2 separate regions of the Oryctolagus cuniculus genome follow, and region 2 is linked to region 1. A link is a contact called in public Micro-C data. All regions are on one chromosome and are shown on one strand. Each heading gives the region's core, a stretch centred on a gene start, on an enhancer-like site or on the middle of the called end of the contact. The rest is flanking DNA. Distances are from core to core; before and after follow the strand shown. Region 1 holds the start of UST (uronyl 2-sulfotransferase). Region 2 has its middle 170 kb from the start of UST.

Region 1 (7,458 bases), core at 1,520-4,019:
CCGCATCCTTTGAGTGCCCCTTTGAGTCCCAGCTACCCTGAATTCAACTGAACTCCCTGCTGATGCCCCTGGAAAGCAGCAGATGATGGCTCCAGTGCTTGAGTTCCTGCCACCACAGTGGAGACCTGGATTGAATTTTGGGCTCCTGGCATCCCTGGCTGGAGTGGACATTTGGGGAGAGAACCAGCAGAAGGAAAGAAAATCTCTCTCTTTCTCTATATTGCTCTATCAAATAAATAAAGAATCAATATTTTAAAAAGTCACTGGAAAGAGAAGCAATTGAGAAGCCTAGAGGGTGGAGCTCTGGGTGTTGCATGAAGTACTGGTTCATTAAAGTTTAAACCTAATAATACAAGCTGTTCATAAAGTCCTATACTTAGTAGATCTACTACATGGTTCAAATAAAGATACCATTCATTAGTACAAGCATTTAAACAATTACTTGGAGGGACATTTATGGGACATCAGAGGACACAGTTCTATCCAAACGTCCAAGCTTTTGTTGGGGTAAGGCACAGGGCATTTTCCCACGTGCAGCTGTCTGTCTTGATGGTTTGGCTTTTCCTTCTGGGGTTTTTAGGCAGCCAGGCCAGTCACGCAGCCTTCTAAACACTGACCCTTTTTTTCCCTCTAAAATTCCTGTCCTTGACCCACTCTTTTAAGGTGGACGGTGCCCCCTTGTCCTCCCCTCTTAACTTTTTCAGTTTCTGCTTCAACGTTTCTCCCCACATTTACTTCCTTTGTCACATGGCTGCTTCCTTTCTCCCTGCTTCTCAGATTCCTCTCCTTAGGAGAAAGAATTGGAAGGTTCCCCCATCCCAGGCGTGGGCAGTGAGAGCAGGCCTGGGGAGACAGCGGGTTTTGTGCAGTATTGTGCATCCAGCCAGTGTTCAGATTACTGGGTCAGGCCTTAGGGCCTGGTCCTTGTGGGTCCCAGGTGCTCTCTGACACGTGAAACAGGGCTTTGCCCCTCGGGTCTCCTGGTCCCTCTGCATAGACTCAGAAAATGGGAACAGGCATCTATCCAGGGCTACCCATGAAACTAATGGGCAATGACGGATGATTGGCATTCACATTCCTGAAATAGGCATATTAACCCAGATACTCCCTGATTCAGGGGATAAATGTGGGACGCACCATTAGCACTCCATTTGGGAGTTCTTGCAACAGAACCAAGGGGCCCCCCACGCAGCAGCCTTTTCCCTTAGAAAGTGGGTCAGAACAATGTAACATCTCAAGTAACCTGCTCACCTGTAACTCGCTTCAGCTCTTGAACTTGGTGTCCTTTCACCCAGGTTTCAAGTCATGCACGGGAGATACTCATCTGTAGATTAAACCACAGAGTACTTTTCTCAAATCGTAATCTCTTCCTACTCCCTGTAAGGGTTTTCCGGAGCAGGCTTGGAATCACAGAAATTGTCGGCTCCTGATTCTCCCTTTAATCTTGTGTTACGGGAACACAGAGAATGAGAAGGGAGCCCGGGAAGAGAAGCTCCACAAACGAGGTTTAGGGTCTCAGTATGGCCCCTCACTAAGGGCCATCCCCACGCCAACGACCAGGAAAAGGGCCCGGCTGCGTGGGCTTGAGGGTCAGAGATTTGAGCGCGGCTCCCAACCCCACTCCTCCTGGCTCTGGGACCCTGGGGCAAGGCACAGGCGCCCCAGGTGGCACAGCTTCTGCAGATACATTGGTAACCAGCTGTTCGTCAGAGAGCCTGGCCAAGCACCAGCTGTGGTGCCCCAGGTTCCGTCCCGCCCCGAGCCTTCCTAGTGGCGACCCAGGCGGCCGGGGAAGGAGGTGCGGAAGGGGACCTGCCCTTTCCCCTTGGCGACCGCTGCGGGCCCTCTCCGTGCGCGGCGGGGCGCAGCTGCGGGAGCGCAGGGAGACAGGGTCCTCTCGGCCTCTCTCTCCCAGGGGGCCGGGGCGCCGAGCCGCCCCCCCCCCCCACGGGGTGGGGTGGGGGACACGTTTAGTTTCTAACTCCCCCCACCGGCGCTCTCTGCAAAGTCACACAGCCAAGTCTTGAACCGAGACGCCAGCAGGGCGCGGCGGCCTCTGGGAAGCAGGTCCAAGGGACAAGTTTCGGAGCGCAGAGCGCGCACAGAGCGGCGAGCTCCGTGGCGCTCCTCCCTGCCGTCCAGTTTTTAGGAGAGGGAAGCCGGCGGGCCCCAAGAGGTCGCTGGCGATGCAGGAACCGAGGCCAGATGGTTGGAGAAAGGGGGAAGGCACGCACACACAAAACACACCCAGAAACTTTCTTCCTCGCGGCGGCGGAGACGCGCCGCCCCCGGCCCCCGCAGCCGCGGTAACGTGACACCGAGCGCGCCCCGGGGACCGCGCGGCGCGGGCGGGAGAGCGGGTCGAGGCGGCGGCGCCGCGCCGGAGGGAGAAAGGGGAGGAGGCGGAGGAGGAAAACCCCTGTCCAGGAGGTGGAGCGAGCGGACGGTGTCCGCCTCCCGTTCCTCCCTGCCGTCCCTCAGAGGAGCCTGAGCCGGGACAAAACACGCCGAGACCCACAGACGCGCGCGCACACACACACGCGCACACAAAGCCGGGGGTCCACGCTGGCGCTGAAGGCGAGCCCCGGCGGCCGCGAGCGAGCCCGAGGCGCGGCGGGGCACGGGGCGCCGAGCCGCTGAGCGCGCGCGCGCGGGACGGACGCGGGCGGCGCCCGCAGCCGAGGCCGGGCAGCTCAGGCGCTCGGGCCGCGGCGGGCGGCGGGGACCATGCCGAGGAAAGTCTCCTGAGCCCGGCAACTTCGGCCCCGCCCCACCCCCACCCGGCTGCCCGCGGCGCGGCGCGGCCCTCCCCATGCGCGGCCGGCCGGCCGGGCTCTTCTGCAGGCGGCGGATGGGTGACCTTTTCCTGGCCCGGGCCGGCTGTGCGAGGCGGCGGAGCAGGCGATGAAGAAGAAGCAGCAGCCGCAGCCGCAGCAGCAGCAGCATCCCGGCGGCGGCGCGGATCCCTGGCCCCATGGGGCCCCTCTTGGGGGCGCCCCCCCGGGCCTGGGCAGCTGGAAGCGCCGGGTCCCCCTGCTACCTTTCCTGCGCTTCTCCCTCCGGGACTACGGCTTCTGCATGGCCACGCTGCTGGTCTTCTGCTTGGGCTCCCTCTTCTACCAGCTCAGCGGGGGACCCCCTCGATTCCTGCTCGACCTGCGGCAGTATTTGGGTAAGGACGCGCGGCGGGCGGCGGCCGCGCAAAGTTGTGTCCCGGGGTAAGGGGGCGCGCCGGGGACCTCTCGAGCGGCCCCCCAGCCCGCCGCCGCTCTGAGGCTGCCCAGATGTGACACCCGCCACCTTCAGCGCCGGCGGGTTGCGGGGACCCGGCAGATACCCCGGGTGGGGCGCCGTCCACCTGCCCCCGCCCGCCCCGCACTGGGGCAGGATGGATGCGTGCGTGGTTGTGTGTATTCAGGCCCGGCGATGCGGGAGCAAGCATGGGGGAGACAGTCCGTTCCATGACAGCGTTGGGGACCACCATCGCGTCGGGTCCCGCGCTCCACAGTGTGCGGGTGGGTGTAGCCCTCGGTCTGGTCCGTCCCGCTCCTTGGCCTGGCCCTTGACAGCCCCTGCTCACCTCGCCTTCCGCAGCGAGCGTGTCCGAGCGAGCTGAGCCCCTGGGACTGGGGCCGTCCGGGGGCGTGTGGATCAGCGAGGCCAGCAGGGTCGCCGCCTGTGACCCGACTGCGCGCCGTGCTGTGTGCGTCTCGAGTGAGAACTTTTGTTGTTGGTTGGTGGCGGTTTGGGAGCGAGACCTCCTGTCTTAAGAAGAGGGAAGGGAGGGGTCGCGGCGGTGGAGACCAGAGTCGCTCAGCGAGTAGGCAGGAATGGCGCCTCCCTCGTCCTGGGCCCGGGGAGCGCACGCCAGGTCCCGGGGACGAGTTTGCAGAGCACTCAGATTTGTGGCCAGAAGACGCGGTGCCAGGAGAGCCGCGCAGAGCCCCAGTCTGCTGCAAACCTCGTAGATGACAAACGCGAGCGGCATCCGGCACCTGCACCGGGACAGCGAGCGCCGAAACGGGATGGGCTGGCTGGAGGCCGCCGCTGTGACCCCAGGTGTGCCTTCGCCATCGCCGAAGCCACGGGTCTAGAGAACAGAGCGTTTGGCAGGAAAGCAAGCCCGCGCGCGCGCACACACACACACACACACTCACACACGCGCGCGCCTGCGAAGTGACAAACGTGTGAGGGCGTTTGGAAATAACACAGAGAAAGCACAGTTTTTCCCATGTAGAGGAGCTCAGATTGGAAGTTACAACTTTTATATCAGCAAAAATGGTGGGACGCCATGGTTTTGCAAGATGAGTTAGGGAAAAGTAAAGGGAAATACTGCCCGAGTAGCTTTCCAAAGTATTAATGCTTAGCACCTGGTTTCATAGAGCATTGGAGATATAATATGCCTTTTTATTAGGGACTCAAATCTCTTTTTTTTCTGCAAGTTCCACATTTTGGCATTTCGCAGTCACCTACTGCTGTCAGGAAGAGGACTGATTGTCCCCGCCCACAGCCATCATTACTGACTGGCTTGGGGAGGTGAGTGGTGTTGGTGCGCATTAGCCTTTCTCTGTAAAATCAGGTAATTTTTTCCCCAGAAGCTTCCTAGAAGCAAGGCATAGAGGCCAGAGTTGTAGGGGACAGTACAGTGGTCAAGGGTGCAAAAGGACTCTTCAAGAGCCCTTGACCTTGGTTAGGACCCTGAAACTTCCCAGGTTTTGGCTGTTCGTGGTGATAGGTGGTTTCTTTTTTCTTTTCTTTTTTTTTTTTTTCTTTTTTGACAGGCAGATTGGACAGTGAGAGAGAGAGAGACAGAGAGAAAGGTCTTCCTTTTGCCGTTGGTTCACCTTCCAATGGCTGCCGCGGCCGGTGTTCTGCGGCCAGCATACTGCTCTGATCCGTTGGCAGGAGCCAGGTGCTTCTCCTAGTCTCCCATGGGGTGCAGGGCTCAAGCACTTGTGCCATCCTCCACTGCACTCCCTGGCCACAACAGAGAGCTGGCCTGGAAGAGGGGCAACCGGGACAGAATCTGGCGCCCCAACCGGGACTAGAACCTGGTGTGCCAGCGCCGGGAGGCGGAGGATTAGCCTAGTGAGCCGCGGCACCGGCGATAGGTGGTTTCTAAAACCTCTACCTAGCTTGCTCCCAGGAGGTTGGGGTTCTGAGATCTTCCTTGGGGAAGCGAGAGCAGGAGGGGAGGAAGAAGGAAAGCCTGGCAGCTTGAGTTTGTATCGCATACACCATCACCTTTTCACTGCTGATTCCAACCACTGAGGAGGCCTGGGCAGTGTGTGCGGTCGGCGGACGGGAAGTGGATGGGGCAGCGCTCGTGCCAGGAACCAGAAAGGTTAATGCTACTCCCTCTACCAACTGACCGCTGAGATGGGTTAAAACATGACCTCACTGTGAACTGAAAATAGGACCTCCTTAGCCAAATTTGTTTCCTGTTGTTTTGTCACATAAATATCTTGATTTTCAGGAAAAGTGGGCTTGCGGTCTTTAGGGTGGTCTAAAATATGCCCTGAATAATATCAGGCCAGGGGATCTGTAGAATTACACCCCCCTTCCTCCATTCTATCATTTTAGTGTCTGTCAAAACAAATTCACGGCCAGTAAACACATTCTCGCGATTTTCTTGGTCAGCCAGTTTGAGAGGCAAGTGTTTTTCTTAAGGGTGACTTCACTTCAAGTCAAAATTTTCCAAATAAAAACAATTTCATAGCAAGACTTTTTTCTTTACAGAGTACTAGTTCAGTATATTTGCACAGTATCCTATGTCTGAGGCTAAGTAGGCACTCAGTAAATACTGGCTGAATTAATGACCAAATGGGAGTAACTGTGTTTAACAGATGACCTCTTCTCATGGGACAGCCAAGGTGATGGAGGCATTTGTGATGAAAGCTACCATGCAGTGCGCATGTGCCCGCCAGTGCACAGGCAGAGAGAAACTGAACGCATGGAGCAACACTGGTGGAAGGTTCTGTGGTTATCCTCGTGTTTTATATGAGAGGCATGATGCTAAAGATGTGTGAAAGATACACCCCAAGTAAGGCAGGACTGAAACCCAAGTCCTTCTGATTCCAGTGCCCATTGCCAAGCACCCTAGGCTGCTCAAGAGACAAACTGGAAATATAGCCAACATGCCCATGGCAATCTAGAGAGCTGACTGGCTGTAAATGATCATTATTACCTACATGATTTCCCTTCCCTTTTCTTACTTTTACTCTGGGGGTCCTGGGGGGCCAGCAGAATGGAATACAATCCAGCAGCTGTTGCATTGTGCTTCCTCCAGTTACTGGGGAACTCGACTCTCCCTGAGCTGCAGCAGCTGGAGGCGATGTGAATTGGAATGGCAACTACCTGGGCTGCCTGGCTGCCTGCAGCAGCTGTTCTGTGTTGAGGCGCCAGTTCTCAATGGGGGTTCCTGGGGCCTGCAGCATCAGCATCACTGGGAGTTTGTTCTACATGTAGTTTCTCAGGTCACATCCTAGACCTACTGCATAAGCCCTGGCCTGGCCTGAGCAAGCGTTGCTTGAGCAGGGCTCCAGGTGCCCCTGCTGCAGGAGAATGTTCCAGAGCCATTGTTCTAGAAGAAACTGCTGCCTTCAGGAGGGCTCTCACAGATTCAAGAGAAAGGGGGATGGGAGAGAGGAGATTTATGGAGTATTTTTAAAGGTCAGGTACATTGATTTCGTTGTTTAATTTTAACTTTGAGAAATGCATCTGCTTTGCTACTTAAGCCCCGTTATTTCAAGGGAAAGACCAGCCAACAGCTGCAGTCCCAGCTGGCTTTAGACTTCTCTAGGTTAGGAGAGGCATGGAATGGGGTGAGGGGAGGCAACCAGAGAGTCACGTGTTGGGGGAGCAAGAGAAAGGAGTCATGACCAAGCTTTCTCTCCACTATAGCAGCCAGTGCCAGGCAGCTCCTTCTTCAGATCTGTTTGGAGAAGGGCAGAGTATGTGTCTTCAAGATCTTTCAGCTGCACCAAATTTGAAAAGATGAAAGGAAGTTGGGGGATGAAAATTATGCAGGAATAACTGTTGTCTCATGTTTCCCCCCCTCAAAATGGGTGAACAGAGGTGACAGAGGAAGAGAGTGAATGCTGCACTTGAACGTGGAGGCCATGCTGTTTCCAGTTCGGTGAAATCCACTTTTTTTAATTGAAGTGGCATTTAGTCTTTGACTTGCTATGGAAAACCAACAACAATCAAATGGAAACTCCCCCAGAAATTAGCTTGTGATGCAGCCTTGCTGCCAGTAGTCTCATTGCTTATGAGCTGTGGAAATATCAAAAACTTGGAATAACATTCATTACATTGATAGAAACAGAATCAGCCAGATGGCTTACTATTGATCTTGTACAATTGGCAAACTCTAACGATTTATCCTCAAGCCTTGGGTGTGTGCTTTAGCCTTTATGGGAGTTAAATCTTTGGGATTGAACTTGGGTGAGTATGCTT
Region 2 (7,458 bases), core at 2,339-4,838, 170 kb before region 1:
TCAGAGAAGAACATTCTGGAAAAGAGATTCAGTTGTCACCTCTCATACACTGTCACAGAAACCCTGGAAGTCCTAATCAAACCCATGTTTGAGACCAACACAGAAGGACTCCCGGCTACTTGTGTGGGAGCCACAGTAGTTCAGACGAACCTGGTTGGCACTTCCCAGTCCTTCGTCCTCAATGGACTTTCCCCCAAACTTGGTAATGAATATGAGTAGAGCTGCAAGTGAGTTGTCCCTAGAGGGTTTCTGGCAACCAGAGGAGAAACAGTCTCCATACCCAGAGTGGGTGGTTCCATGGATTATAATGGAGTGCCAGGTGCTAAACACGATACCTTGAAAAGCACAAGAAAACAACAGGAAATATCTCCTGCAAACTCAGCCTTCTCATCTACCTGCCACTCGCCTGAGTGGGCGATCCCCCACTTGGTGGACCAACTGCAACCCATCCATTCCTCTATGGCACTTTCAGCCACTCACAAACACCCCAGTTTCTAGTCTTTTCTCTTTGCTCCTGCCATGACAAAAGGGATGTCTCCTCTTTCTGTCACTATGCCTTTCAAATACATTAACAAAAAAAGGTGGGGGGCAGGAGCCGGTGTTGTGACACAGCAGGTGAAGCCACCGTTTGCGACACCAGCATCCCATACGAGAGCGCTGGTTTCAGTCTGGCTGCTCAGCTTCTGATCCCTGCACCTGGGAAAGCAACAGAAATTGGCCCAAGTTCTTGGGCCCCTGCCACCACATGGAAGACCCAGATGGAGTTCCTGGTTCCTAGCTTTGGCCTCACCCTGCCCTGGCTGTTGTGGCTATTTGGGGAGTGAACCCCTCTATCTCCTTTTCTGTTGCTGCCTTTCAAACAAATAAATGTTTAGAGAGAGAGAGAGAGAGAGAGAGAGAGAGATATGTCTTCATCTTGGATGTTTTCCACTGGTTTATTCCCCAAATGCCCGCAACAGCCTGGGGTGGGCTGAAGCCAGAAGCCAGTAGTCCCTGCCTTCCGGTCCTTTCCCATTTGTTCAGCTTTGCCTTTGTTCTTTAAGGCCACGGCCACCAGCTTTGCTCACATAGCCCTAAAACAATATTCACAAACCAAGGACTCTCTTGCATTTTTTAAAGTTGCCCTCTAGAGGCCGGCATTGCATAGCAGGTAAAGCTGCCATCTGTAATGCTGGCATCCCATGTGGGTACCAGTTTGAGTCTCTGTTGCTCCACTTCTGATCCAGCTCCCTGCTAATGGGAAACCAGTGGAAGACAGCCCAAGTGCTTGGGCCCCTGCACCCACATGGGAAACCTACAGGAAACTCCTGGCTCCTGGCTTCAGTCTGGCCCAGTCCTGGCTGTTGCAGCCATATGAGGAGTGAACCAGAAGATGGAAGCATTCTCTAACTTTGCCTTTGAAATAAAATCTTTAATTAAAAAAAAAAAGTTGCCATCTGAAAGTTATGTGTAAGTTTAAAGAGTTGCAAAATTGGACATTTCTACCTTCCTATAAAAACTTGCATTTCAAAATAAAACTGCAGTATTACTTTTCAAAATCAAGGGTACTTCAAAATGTTTGTGGAAAATAGAATTGAAAGATGCTTATTTTGGGTTAGAAAAGTTCAAAACCCATTCATAATGATTTTTAAAGATTTTTTATTTGAGAGGTAGAGTTACAGACATTGAGACATAGAAAGAGAGAGAAAGGTCTTTCTTCTGTTGGGTCACTCCCCAAATGGCTGCAACAGCTGGAGCTAAGCCAATCCGAAGCCTGGAGCCAGGTGCTTCTTCCCATTCTCCCAAGCAGGTGCGGGGCCCAAGGATTTGGGCCATCTTACACTGCTTTCCCAGGCCAAAGCAGAGAGCTGGATTGGAAAAGGAGCAGCAGGGACTAGAACTGGTGCCCATATGGGATGCCGGCGCTGCAGGCAGAGGATTAACCTACTGCGCCACAGCGCCAGCCCCCATGTTTCCATAATATGTATTTTTAATTAACTTTTTGAAGACTAATATGCCCATATTATATTTGAAGACTTATAATATGCCCATAAAGAGCACAGCAGTTTGACCCCTACCATTGTCTACTAAAAGCACTCAAGAAGCAGCAATTTAGAAGTGTATTTTAACAAATGTCTTTATCTGAGGGGCAGAGACAGAGATCTCCCATCTCCTGGTTCATGCTCCAGATGACCCCCTTGGCTGGGGGGCTGACCAGGTTGAAGCCCTAAGGCGAGAACCCAACCCTGGGTGGCAGTGACCCAAATACTTGAATCACCTTCTTCCACCCCACCCCCACCCTGGAGTGCACAATAGCAGGAAGCTATAATCTGGATGGAACTCAACCCAGACACCTCCATATTGGATGCAGGGGTCTCCAGTGGCATCTTAACTGCTAGGCCACACCTCCAAGAGCAAGCAATTTAAATATTTGACTTGGTTTCCCTTTTTCCTGGAGATTCTATCTATCTCTATCCCATTCCTGCACACACGTTACCCTAACACAATGATTTATGTTTTTATCTTTTTGATCAGCCTATTATATTTCCATATAAGAAAAAATGTGTAAATTAAAATATAATTTCTTTGGCTCATTATGTTCTATCTGTAAAAATTTCTGGATGTCGTTATCTTTACCACCAAGTTCTGAACGTACAGCTAACTTAGAATATTGATAAATAATGATCAACAATTAAATGCTATCAGAAATGCCTCTCATCAGATGGATGCCATTTGGTGCCCTGATTATAGAAGTTGTGATAACACCATTTGTTTCAAGTTCCCCTGACTGGCGCCCATTTTCCCGACGTTTGGAGATATGGTGATGGAGGAGAGCCGGGCAAGGCGTGTTGGTGGGGGAACCAGCAGAGCAACTTTAGGACCGTTTCGATCTGGAGAGATTTCCTTATTGAAGCTGCCCAAGGTCACAGAGCCTGGGAAGTCTCCATGCAGATCCCTGCGGGAGGTTCCAAGGGTTTCATCGGAAACACCCCTTTCCCTGCTCCTGCGAACAGAGACCCACCAGCTCAAACAGCCTTCGCTCTCCTTTTTTTAATATCCCTCTCTCCAACCACATTTCCTTCATCAAGAAAAATCCTCGCACGCTCTCTGGCTTTTCACAGCCAAACTTCTTGGAAGTTTCCTGGCCACTGCCCCTTCTTCCCTGTGGGCTGTCTGTTCCCCAGCCGACTGCCCCCTGGCTGCCAACAAGGAACTGACACGCCAGCGAGACTCCCACCTGGCGCGCAGACCTGTCTGCCTCCGCCCTCCCCTGGCCTTGGACCCGCCGCCCACCCGCCACGGCTCGCCCTGCTGAGCCTCCACCCCACCCCACGGGGCCCGCCCCCTCCACAGCTGCTGCCACTTAGTGTCCTTGGCAGCCTCCACTTCCTCCCCACCCTCTGCCTGTTCGCGAACCTCAGGCTCCACCCAGAGGCTTCTCATCGCCCTGGTGATGGTCTCTCGCCGGTCAGCTTAGAGCAAAAGTAGGCAACCCAGACATCTACCATTTAAGAGGAAATCGAGTGCTTTCAGCTAAGGATAAAGTACGTGCCAAGCTGCCGTGCCAGCGGCTGCCTATTCCTCTCTCTAGGTCTCTGAAGCGCCATCTCTCTCTCTTTCTGTATTCTGCAGTCATTGTGCTGGGTTTAGGATCTGGGCTCTGGAATCAAGCCACAGCAGAAAAGCGTGTGGGATTCATCGCTTGTTATCTGTCTCCTCCAGGTGCAATCTAAGATCTAGCAGTGCGCAGATTTGCTCTTTGATCAACTGGAAACCTCTCTATGTGACATCTAAGGTTTGTTCAATGAACGCCCCGGGGCACAAGCTTTTGAATCCTAAATGTTAACTCTGGGGGAGAGGCTCTGTCGTTACTCCTTTCCGTTTCGTAGGAGACAGAGACCCAGAGAGGTGTCAGGAGCAGCGCTAGCCGCAGAGAAGCGGCGGGTCCCCTTGGCTCCTCAAAGCCGTAGCTGGAGTCCGTGAGCACCCGTGGCTTAGAAGGAAATCCGAGCCACGCGGAACCGAGACTCGCAGAGAGCGAGCTGTTGCTGCGGCGTGCGGCCACCAGAGAGCGCTGCTCCGCCAGGCCGAAGGCCACCACGGGCGACGAGGACAGGGTCCACAGGGCGCTGTGCTGCTGGAGCCAGCTACCAGCCACCAGCCACCAGCCACGACACCAAAGGCCCCGGCGGGGAGCAAAGCGGGACCTGCACGACGCTCCGCTGCCCTGAAGGACGGTCCGTGCTCATTCACATCGTGGAGCCACTGGCCCCCCACCCCCACCCCACCCCACTCCACTCCACTCCACTCCTTTAATGAGCAGAGCTGGGGGACCCGGCCCTGCTGCCTGCGCCTGGTGGGGTGCAGTGTCTGTGTGTCTGAAAGTGAGCAGGTGCACTCCCCCCTGTTGTAGGACCAAGTTGCCGGGGGGTGTCCAGTAAGAGCAAGTTGGGGGGGAGACTGTTTAGGGGGACCCTAAAACAGGGTGCTCAACCTTAGAAATTCCATTAGTCCACTTTTCCTTACTTAAAAAACACCCGAGAGGAGCTCCTTGGAAAGACAGAGTGTTTCAGCTTACAGTTTGGAGGTCCCAGGTCCGGGTCGGGCTGCCCTGGAGTTAGCGCCTGTGGAGGCTGGTCGTGGCAGGTGCTGGGGCTCCTCCACGTGGTGAACTGGGAGGAGGAGAGAGAAGCTGGGCGGAACCGAACTGAAACGGACCGAATCCTGTGCCGGAGCCACGCTCCGGGGCCCACCCCCTGCCACGGCCCCACCTCCCAGTTGCCACAGGTAGATCCAATCTCCGCTGAGCCCATCAACAATTAAGACCTCGGGGTTTGTACATCTGCCTGGGTTTGGGGGAGACAAGTGCTGCTGTGCCCATAACAGATGGGGGGCAGTGAGGTGGAAGGCCAGGCTGGTTTGCTGTTTCTCATTCCACGGCTCCTGGCCCAGGAGAGCACACGCCACAAGGACCCCGTTCCATCCAGGTGTGCGCTGAACTTAGGCCTGACAGGTCGTGGCTTCCCCAGGCACCGGAGCACCCACACCGGCTCCTATTTTACCGCTGTGGGTGGGGGCGCGGCCACACAGCTCACAGGCGTGAGGTCTCCCGTTGAGTTATTTTATTCTAATGCCGTTTGGCTTTCACCACAGCTGAAAAATCCCCTTGTTCTCAGCCTGAACTACCTATTAACATCAGCTGGGGTATCCTTATGGCTTATGCCATTGTGTGTGTGTGTGGGGTGGGGGGTGGCCAGGCCAGTGTGAAACCTGCAGGCTGGAACTCCTGAACCCGGGAAGCTGCTGTCCACAGGATGGTGTGCTCATCAGAAAATCCTGGTGTTGGCCTTTCAAAGGATCGAACACGGTCCACGCAGATCGGCTAAGATCCCTTACTTAAGTCAGCTGATGGACTTTAATTCCATCTGTAAAACACCCCACAGCCACCCCTGGTTAGTGTGATTGAATGGCTGGGGGCAGCAGCCAAGCTGACTCATCAGAAACACCATCACTCCTGGGAAGCCCTTCAAAGAGAGGCTGCCCACGCCCCACCCCAGACCAACTCTAAATCAGCCTAGGCATTTGGGAGTTTTTGGTTTTTGTTTTCCCCCAGCCCCCAAGTTCTTCTTTTCAAATGTTTATTTGAAAGGCAGAGTTATAGGGGAAGAGGGAGAGACGGAAAGAGAGATCTTCCATCTGCTGGTTCACTCCCCTCCAGACCTTAACCAGGAGCCTGGAACTCTATCTGGTCTCCCATATGGGTGGCTTAACCTGCTGTGCCACAGTGCAGACCTCACAGGTTCTTCTGATAATTAGTTAAGAACTACAAGGTTGCCAGCGCTGTGGCTTAGCTGGTGAAGCCACCAGCTGCAGCACCGGCATCCTGAATGCGCCCCTGCTCAATCCCGGCTGCTCCACTTCCAGTTCAGCTCCCTGCTAATGTGCCTGGGAAGGTAGCAGAGGAGGCTCAAGTGCTTGGGGCCCTGCACCTAGTGGGAGACCTGGAAGAAGCTCCTGGCTTCAGTCTGGCCCAGCTCTGGCCATTGCAGCCATTTAGGGAGCGGACCAGAGAATGGAAGACCTCTCTCTTTCTCTCCCTTTCTATAACTCTGCCTTTCAAATAAATAAAATTTTAAAGAAAAAAAAAAAAAACTACAGGGTCCTTGGGGAGGGTGTCCCTGGGGCCTTGTGATTTGTGTTGAGCACTCATCGCTTGGTTAATTGTGTGAAGATGGCTGTGCAGGTGATGGTGCCCCACCCCCACCCCAGGGGAGGGCACGCTCTGGCTCTGTGCTTGTTCTGCGACTCTGGGGAAGTCCCTTCACCACTCAGCCTCACCCATGGGAACGGAAACAAAAGCCCCAAGTGCCCAGCCACCTTTGTTCAGAGCCACCCTCTGCTGTTTGATGGCAGCATCTGTTGTTTTGTTTTTTGGCCACACTCTTCCCAGCCCTGGAGCAAGGATCACTGGCCCCCACATTCGTCCTGGCAACTGACGTCTTCTGGATCCCCTCACCAGCTTCCTTTGCAGCTGGGGTTGGCACAGGACCCAGTTCCCTCGCTTCTAGACTCTTCTGCTGCCCGCCCTGGGATGAGAGTGCGAGGACAGCCATGTGCACTTTGAGTCGAGAAATGCGATCCCACCTGCCAGGGAGGAAAATCAGAAGTTAGGCAAAGCTGGGCGCTTGAAAGCCACTGTGGAGCCAGGATGCCATTTTCCACCTGAGGTTACAGAACGTTCGCGAACAACAAGCCTGCCTGGATCAGCGGCACTCAAGACGGGAAAAGCGAGAGGTGACGCTGCAGCTGTCTTGCTAACAGAGATTCGGTGTCGGTGGAGTGAACAGCGGGCTTTAGGAGAAGGGAGATTCTCAACTCAGGGGTCTGGCTGAACTTGAACTCCACCTGGCTCTGTGCCTCCACTCACAGGAAAGCCTCATCGGTCCTGTTGGCTCTTTCAGGAAATCATACATAAATCCTGAGAGGAGACCTCATGGCTCCCTGGGACACTGCCATGCCGTGGCCCAGTCAGATGTGCCTGTCTCTTCAGTGTCTCTGGAATATTCCATGCGGATTCCAATGTTCGTCTTGGCTTCAATTTCTTTCCAGCCTCCTATCCTCACCCCATCCTTTCTTCTCTGCCTGTCTGAGTCCCAGCATCTGAAGTTCAGCCTCTTCCTGTGGTCAACACCCTTCCTGACGGACCGGAGCCCTGTCCGTGGTGCCCTGGGCCAAGGCATTCTGAGCTCAGAACCAGAGACCTGGCGAAGAGGTCCAAACATCACCCCAAACCTGCAAAGCATCTCATTTCTTCCTAATAAATCAACCATAAATAGTTATTTACACTTACATTTATCAAATCAATTCCTAATAAGTCAACCCAAAACCGTGCTTGAAAAGTACCACAAATTGATAGAGATTCTGTCCAAAGACATCTGGCTTTCTCCCATCTGTTCTGCAGCTGCCTTGCATGCGTCA

The links. A called contact is a pair of places that touch in the nucleus more often than the background predicts.
Region 2: a contact with region 1 is called in a Micro-C map of ear pinna, with 4 times the contacts expected there. The contact joins the enhancer-like site here to the promoter of UST in region 1. A contact is called at or near these places in 3 of 6 Hi-C or Micro-C datasets (ear pinna, psoas muscle and an unstated tissue).

Annotation. Positions count from the first base shown.
Region 1 is chr5:19,248,214-19,255,671 of mOryCun1.1, reverse strand. It overlaps UST (uronyl 2-sulfotransferase), which reads left to right and starts at 2,769. Exons shown (of 8, transcript XM_051836817.2): 1 at 2,769-3,172. The coding sequence starts at 2,905.
Region 2 is chr5:19,415,876-19,423,333 of mOryCun1.1, reverse strand. No RefSeq gene overlaps it. Among named protein-coding and RNA genes, the nearest start is that of UST, 170 kb to the right of the region's middle. Within about 2 kb of position 3,588, at least 2 of the 8 cell types and tissues checked have an H3K27ac peak or open chromatin away from gene starts, as enhancers often do. A contact at or near this core is called in ear pinna, where this site is marked.